2 separate regions of the Xenopus tropicalis genome follow, and region 1 is linked to region 2. The links are chromatin contacts, called in public Hi-C maps. All regions are on one chromosome and are shown on one strand. The core of a region is the stretch at or near the end of the contact, and the rest is flanking DNA. Distances in the headings are between cores, read along the strand shown.

The links. A called contact is a pair of places that touch in the nucleus more often than the background predicts.
Region 1: a contact with region 2 is called in a Hi-C map of gastrula embryo, with 3 times the contacts expected there. The contact joins the promoter of LOC100486031 here to the promoter of gpr135 in region 2. A contact is called at or near these places in 4 of 5 Hi-C or Micro-C datasets (brain, gastrula embryo, neurula embryo and 1 more).

The regions. Positions count from the first base shown.
Region 1 is chr8:103,120,154-103,124,355 of UCB_Xtro_10.0, forward strand. It overlaps LOC100486031 (potassium channel subfamily K member 16), which reads left to right and starts at 2,007. Exons shown (of 5, transcript XM_031892121.1): 1 at 2,007-2,377. The coding sequence starts at 2,180.
Region 2 is chr8:102,978,985-102,983,075 of UCB_Xtro_10.0, forward strand. gpr135 (G-protein coupled receptor 135) reads left to right here and starts at 2,731. Exons shown (of 1, transcript XM_002933733.5): 1 at 2,731-4,091. The coding sequence starts at 3,173. l3hypdh (L-3-hydroxyproline dehydratase (trans-)) reads left to right here. Exons shown (of 5, transcript NM_001008127.1): 5 at 1-1,052.

The DNA of each region.
Region 1 (4,202 bases), core at 757-3,256, 140 kb after region 2:
AAATCTGATTGGCTGTTGGTGGCTCCACCCACTTACAAAAATACAAAAAACCTTAAATACGTAGTCACCCAGTGTCTGACTATGCAAAGTTTGGGAACGCTGGCAACAAACCAATAAAAATCAATAGGTGAAATCTGATTGGTTGTTGGTGGCTCCGCCCACTTTTCAAAACTAAAACTGCAGTCCCCTAGTGACCAACTGTAAAAAGTTTGGGGACCCTGGTGGTAAATAGGTAAACTCTGATTGGCTGTTGGTGGCTCCGCCCATTTTTTCTCACCTTGGACCACAGTTACCTGGTGCCTAACCATGCAAAGTTTGGGGACCCTGGTGTTATTACTGTGAGAATGACAGCAGGTTGGATTTCCACCAAGTCAATAGGTAAAATCTGTTCACGGCTCCGCCCACTTTTGGGCATCCAGCAATCATCATATTTTCATTCAGGCTGACCCTATGACTATGTGATTCAAGTTTGGGGAGTGTAGCCTCAAAGCTGTAAGATTGGCCGCAGTTTCAATTTTCCCATAAAAGTCAATGGGTAAAATTTGATTGGCTGTTGTTGGCCCCTCCCACTTTGCGGTTTAAAAAAAACAAAAAAACAAAAAAACTTGAATGCGTAGTCACCCAGTGACTGACTGCAAAGTTTGGAAAATCTGGCATCAAACCAATAAAAATCAATAGGTGAAATTTGATTGGCTGTTGGCTCCGCCCACTTTTCAAAACTAAATCTGCAGTCCCCTAGTGACCAAGTGTAAAAAGTTTGGGGACCCTGGGGTTATTACTGTGAGAATGGCAGCAGGTTGAATTTCCGAAGAAGTGTGTCGAGTTTGGGTGTTGTACCCCTAAAACTGTAGGAGGAGTAGCGTTTAGAAAATGGGGGGGCGCTAAGAATAATAATAATAAGAAGAAGCGGAAGAATAAGCCAAAGTCGAAGAACAGTATGTTGGAGTTTTCAACCCAACACAATAAACTATAAACAAGTAACAATATATACAAGGAATTAAGGAGGAGGAAAGTAAACTAAGTAAGCTTTTTCAGAAAGGTCTATGTAAATACAGCCATATGCACCCTATCAAAATAAACACAGGATTTCTTGTCTTCTTTTTTGTAAACATATTGTTAATGTATCTGACCTCCTCTCTCAGAAAAATCCTTCATTCCGGGGGCCAGAGTATGCGCAGTTCTCTCTTCTGTCCCCTCTCCTGCTCCCTCCACCCTTAGGAATGTGTAATCTGAGCTATAACAGCTAGAGCTGCAGCAGGAAGCTATGAACACCAAGCTAAAATGGCAGCTGCAATCACAGAGAAAGCTTCGAGGGCTCTTTACTCAGGTATGATAAAGTTTTCCACAAAATTTCTGCTAGTATACAGGCATGGGATCTGTTATCTGCAAACCGGTAGCCAGAAAGTTCCAAATTATTATTATTTATAAGAAAATAATTTTTAATAAAATGTATTTTCTTTTTTCTCTTAAATAATAAAACATTGCCTTTGTACTTGATCCCAACTATGATATAAATAATCCTTACTGGAGGCAAAACAATCCTGTTTGGTTTATTTAATGGTTAAGTGATTTTTCAGTACGGAGAACCAAATTATGGAAAGGGCCCCAGAAAAACCCGGGTCCTGAGCGTTCTAAAAAATATTTTCCTTACCTGTAATATAAATGTGAGGCTGACAATGAAATTACTGTTTCACGCCTTAGCTCCTGTGCTTTCCCCAGAGCTCTAGATAATGCTGTCATTATATTAATATACAAGGTTATGATTTACAATGTTTAGAAAGGATTTGGGTGAGATATTTCCAACAATAAAGGAATAAAACACAAATTGGAGGGCCTAGTTCCTACAATTATGTGCTCAGTTAATAAAGTGCACGCTTATTTAAACAAATGATGCAATTAGTCTTCGGATAGCTGTTTCCTATAAACTTTCAGGAAATGCAAACAATGTCTAAACTCAAAGTACAAAGTTTGCTTACAAGGCAAGAGCTTATTCCTGTCACTGACAAACCACCTACTATACTTGTAAGGAAACGGGCCACCCGTGGAAAAAGGGCTCTTCACAGTCCAAGCTCAGCCCCCCTTGAGCAGAGTCACAATCTGTGCTTCCTGCTTCTCACAGATATCTGCAAGGAAGGCTACACAACAGCAGGGGGGACAGCGTTGGGTGCCACATAACAGCATGCCTTCTGCTGAGATATTGAAGAGCATTCTCTTGGCTATGGCCTTCATGGTGTATTTGCTGGTTGGGGCACTAGTATTCCAGGTGCTGGAAAAAGAGGCAGAGGATACAGCAAAAACAGACACAGAGCGCCACAGACTGGACTTCTTGAAGAACTACACATGCCTCACAAAGGAAGCCCTGGATCATCTTGTTAATGTAAGAAACATGTTTACAAACGATCCAAATAGATACTGTTACTAGGCTCAATTATGTGGGAGGGGAGCGGATATGACAGTTATATATAGTACAGCTATGGTTACTAACATCTGATATTAATTCCTCATGTGAATTTGAGTGAAAATAATGCTTTTTATATTGTAATTTTATTTTTCGATTTATTAAAAGTCATGTTTGTGCTGGAAATTTAGAATGAGTCCCACAACTGGGATGTAAATATAAAAGGCTATACCTTGTTTAGAGGGAAATGGTAAAGAGCAAAGGACAAGGTGAAGGGGTATGTCTTTATGTTAAGCCCAGCTCTGCAACCCAGCATAAAGACAGAAGTTGGGGTGGGAATTATGAATTCATATGGGAAGACTGATTCACCATTTACTGTAGGTAAAGGTTATAAAGAACCTTCATATGAATGAAGAAAAAAAAAGGCACAGCTTCTGTTGCAAAACAAAAAATCTTAATAACAGGGGATTTAAATTACCTTGATACCTACTGGAGTAGTGGTACTGCCAACTGAATCTGAAATGAAATTCAAAATAGACCCTGGCATTTCAAATACACAGTGGCCCCACACAAGACCAAAAGAATATCAATCTATACCAGATTACAACAGTCCCTCTGGCATATGCCAGAGTTTCCAGTTTGTCAGTCCGGGTCTGCTGCCAACACATAGCACCTAGACCTGCGCTAAAGCTCCGGAAGGTAAGAATGGGGACTTGATGGTAGGTGGCAACTGAAAGTCTGCCCTAATGGCAGTGTAAGTAATAGAGCTTGTAATATTGTCTTATCTAATGTATGCTATTAAAAACAAATATACGCTAAGTCAACAGAGGCACCAAATTGCAGGGCAGACAAATTTATGACTTTATGGTCACTACTACAGTATATAGATAGAATAAATATGTTTGATATTAATCCATTACTAATCTCAAGTTATCCATTTATGAAAGAAATATAAAAGCATTAAGATATCTGTGTGGTATGCCACATGGTTTTGTATTGGTTTCACTTTTATTTAATCTGTTCACTAACTTAAAGAGGGCATTGAAAGCAGTTACAGATGTATTTGCCACTGGCACAAATCTTTTCAGACCAGTTAAATCCATCCAGGATATGTCATCCTTGCAGGGGGGGTCTTAAGAATCTCATAATGTGGGCAGTTTAGTTGCAGTTAAGATAAATTTTGGCATTAAATCTATGCAGGATAGTTATTCCCTTAATGGGTTCTATAATAAGTGGATCCTTGATGGAGAAGGACCTGACAGTACTTGTTGATAATAACCTAAACTGTATCAAGGAAAGCCAGTCAGCAGCAGAAGCATCAGCATGGTATTGTCCTGTATTAAGGTGTTTTCAACATAGAGGCCCATATATATATATACATACATATACATACACATTCTGATTTTAGTGGTTTTTAAAACCATGAAAAAGACCATTTTGCAATAAAACAACAAATCCCAAGTAATTTATTAAAAAAAGCCTAATGTAAAAAGCATAAATGAAAAACCTACAAAAAGAATCTAGATCAGAATATGAAAACCTCGAAATTTTGTACACCCCCCAAAAAAAGAAATCCTCTAAAATTAAGTAATAAATGAAGATTGTTACAGTTTGCTTACAATAATTCCCATTGACTTCTACAGTTTTGTATTAGCGTCTTTGTATTAGTGTCTATTAACTGCATCAGGTATCATTTGTACCGACGTACCAGCAAAATACTAGCTAGGTTTCTAACATATGGGGCCCTATAATCTAAATGCCCCATGGCAAAAAAAGAGAAAGCAAAGGCCAGCTGACAATATTA
Region 2 (4,091 bases), core at 1,481-3,980:
CCATCCACCTTCATTCACCCCCCCCCACCAGTGGTACCGGTATTCACATTTCCCCCCCACCAAACTTTAAATGCAATCCCCACAGTTAAAACTGAAAATAACAATGAGCTGCCTAACATGTGTTTTGCTGTCATCCAAGAGCTTTTTTCAAAAGCTAGCTTGCCCCCAATCCATGTGTAGTACATACAATAAACCCTTTTGCACCCCCCTCATTAACTGAATTGTGTGGATGATGCAGATATTGTTTTAGGCTAATTGCATGACAAATGGACCCTGCTGAGATTTTCTTCTGACTCCTAGCAGCTGGAATGTCCATTTGCAAATCACCACTTGCAAGGTAGGCACACAGCATTCCCCTCACTTCATTTACGTATGTCCATATGTCCTTCATTTCATTTATACCCTAAAAGGTCTGTCTGCCCATGAGCACTGATGTTGAAGGGGTTACCTCTCAGTGTTCCCCTCTTCCTAGAGCAACACAAAAGCCCAGTAACACCAAAGAAATGAAGGGTTTTTATATGCACTCAAACAGAATGTATTGTTACCCTCAGCTGCCAACTGTGTGTTTGCTTTATAAAATATAGGATACAATTTAAACATCATTTTTTTTATTTACTATTTTGGATGTCGTTGGAAGTATAGGAAAGTGATTATAAGGACCCAGTTTTCATATATCTGTAACCTTACAGTGAGCTAAGTGGGTGCCTGAGCCCAAAACATTTAAAGAGCTGAGGTCTACACAGAGAATGCCCTGTGTATGTGTCACTAATGCACACCCTCGGGTATTACCTGAGCTCACCGCTAGTGCCATGGAGATCTGCCAGGCAAAGGGTTAAGTGCCAATGGCTGATTCTTTCATGTGTCACAATTCCTTTGTAGCCAATGTGTGTTTGTGCTAAATTTGTGTTTCCTAGTGATATCCCCCCTTACATCCAAAGTGAGATTTTGATTATATTGTATAACATAAATGCTTTTTGTTTGTACAATTGTATAGATTTTAACATTTGTATCAAACATTTTAATAAACCACAATGACTTTTCTTTGTTCCTAAGTTTTAAAGTTGGTGAAATAAAATGTAACTGCATCGTAGCATTTGCAAATAGGTTGTGTTTAACCTACTGGTTCCTGTATTTATGAACTGGTTTTCCACTTACAAAACTCTGTATGTCATTTGGCCAGGGGTGCCCAAACGTTTGCATTCCCCTGTAGTTAGTTAAGGTGGCAAATCTCACACACTTGCAGCAATATCTGCTCAGTAAAGTTCTTATAACACTTACACTCTATACCAGGGATCCTCAAACTACAGCCCGTGGGCCAGATCCGGCCCCCATGGTAATATACCTGGCCCCCGCTGCTTCCTCACCCCTGATTACTACCTGTCTGCAGATGCAGCGGGGGAGCAGGGAGCTGGAGGACTACAGTCCGGCCCCCCAACAGTCTGAGGAACCATGAACTGGCCCCATGTTTATAAAGTTTGGGGACCCCTGCTCTATACACTTTGTGAAAGTGGAAACCCTCTGCTCCACCAAATAACTGATGCGCAGGGCATTATGGGTATCAATTTGTGAAATAAAAAAAAAATGTAATTTTATTAAAAGGGGGCATTAGCAGACCTGAGCCAAGGAGCTGTTGGCACCCAAGCACCCTCCCCTCAACCCTGTTCCCAGCACACCATTACCTGGCAGAGATGGGGCAGACAGAGACCATGAAAATGCTCTTCCTGAACGTACTTATACCGCCCGTAGCTCCGACATTACGGCACCCCCATCGACAGAATGGAACTTGGCTGACTTGAGGGATGTACAGATGAATGTGAGACACTGCAGGGTTTGTTTTCAATGTCAGAGGCATCATGATACATCCCAAAGGTGTTTGGCACCAATATTAAAGAGAAACTATATCTCCAAACAATGTTCACACAGCTCATATGTAAAATCCTGCTTCATCTAAGTAAGCCATTTTCATAAAAATATACTTTTTAGTAGTATGTGCTATTGGTTAATCCTAAATAGAAAATTGCCATTTTAAGAATTAAGAGTCACCCCCTGGGATCATAGGATTCACAGTGCACACAAACAAGCCAAGGCACACATACATGCTAGGCCCCATCAGCCAATTAATGGGCAGAGTTCTGTCTTTTGCTCCCACACTACTAACTGTTACATTTGTGAAAATGATTTATTTAGACAAAGCAGGATTTTACATATGAGCTTGTTTATGTAATATATTTCTATAGCGACCTACATTGTTTGGGGGGTATAGTTTTCCTTCAATATGACCTTGGACCATAAAGCCACCACAATAAAGAGATTTGCAGTAATTGCACTTTCCCCCATTGTGCCCTAGGCAGGTGCCATTACATATAGAGATATATTCCTGCGCACAATCTCTACATCCGGACTGACAAACTGCATCTGGCACTGCCTTTGATGTTATATGTGTGCAATTGTAGCAAAAAAGCAGCATTTACACCAAAAAAGGCTCAGAGGATTGAGTTCCTATGGCTCATTTATCAAAGCCATGTGCCAGCGCTAGAGTTCTAATCATTGCGTCTATTGAAGGGTGCAGGGGGCACATAGTAACATATATAATATATACAGCCAGGTACCCAGGGAATCTGCGTGTGAATGATGATCATGGCTAGCCCTGCGCCCCTCTATGTGCAGCAGCAGGAAGCGCTTGGCTTACAGAGATTACACATCAGGCCACAGACTGACTGCCAGTAACAAAGTGCCACTTGTATTTATTAGAAAACAGGGGAGCCGGACAGACACAAGCAGCGGAAAGATTAATATCACTATTAGCGCCATTATGACATTTAGCGCCATTAGGAACTGGCCATTAATACACAGCTCGCAGGCTCACTTCACATTCGGACTTCCCTTCATTGTACTGATCACATCGGCAGCCGATGGCCCCACACACGCAGCGATGCGAAACATCGGTCGGACGATTTAGTTTTGGCCCTTCATTCCAGGAAAACACGTACCAAACTTTTATCGGCCGACTACCCCACACACAGCCCGATTTCCGTAGAAATGACCGATCATCTGGCAAAGCTGGTGATTCCTGGCAGGTTTTTCCGATAAAAGGGGGGAATGGCCCCACAGCCCCCCCGCACCTCCCCCAACCCATTCTGTGCGTAAAAGAACAGAAGCAGTCCCTGTTTCCATGGCAACCAGCAGCACGTCACGCACCACGCCCCGTATCTTCCATCCCTGGCACCGCGGCCTGACCCACCGCCCGCACCGGGACACAGACCGGCAGCCTGAGGGATGCCTCCCCCCGGCCTCTCCGCGACACATGGAGCCGCGCCTGTTACAACTCGCACTGCTCACCAACATGACGGCTCTGGGCAGCCCTGGGGCCGGAGGGACCGCAGCCGCATCTCCAGGAGGAGGGAGACATGGCAACGAGCTCACAGCCACTTCCTCCCCATCGCCCGGCGGCAACCGCAGCACCCCGGAGCCCGGGCCGGCACAGGAGGCCGAGGGGAGCCCGCTGTTACACGGGGTATCGGTGGCTTGCCAGGCCCTTCTGCTCCTCGCCATCTTCCTGCTCTCTTGCCTGGGCAACTGCGCTGTCATCCTGGTGATCGCTAAACACCGCCAGCTGCGCACCGTCACTAACGCCTTCATCCTGTCCCTGTCTGTGTCCGACCTGCTGGCTGCCCTTCTCTGCCTGCCCTTCTCCTTCCTGCTGCTCCTCAGGGGCGGGGCCTGGCCCTTTGGGGACCGCCTGTGCTTGGCCAGTGGTTTCCTCAACTGCTGCTTTGGAATTGTGTCCAGCCTCACCATGACCCTTATCTCCATGGACCGCTATTATGCCATTGTGAGACAGCCCCAAGGCAAGATAGGCAGGGCCCGGGCCCTTCAGCTGCTGCTGGCTGCCTGGCTCCTAGCCCTGGCCTTCTCTTTGCCCTGGTTCCTGCTGGCCCGGGAGCAATGGCAGGTACAGAGGAAGGGCCACTATCACTGCCTGTATGTGTTCCACTCAGCAGGCTCCAGGCTTGGGGCGGCCTACTCCATCTCACTCATTGTGCTCTGCTACCTCTTGCCCTTTGCCCTCATGTGTTTCTGCCATTACAATA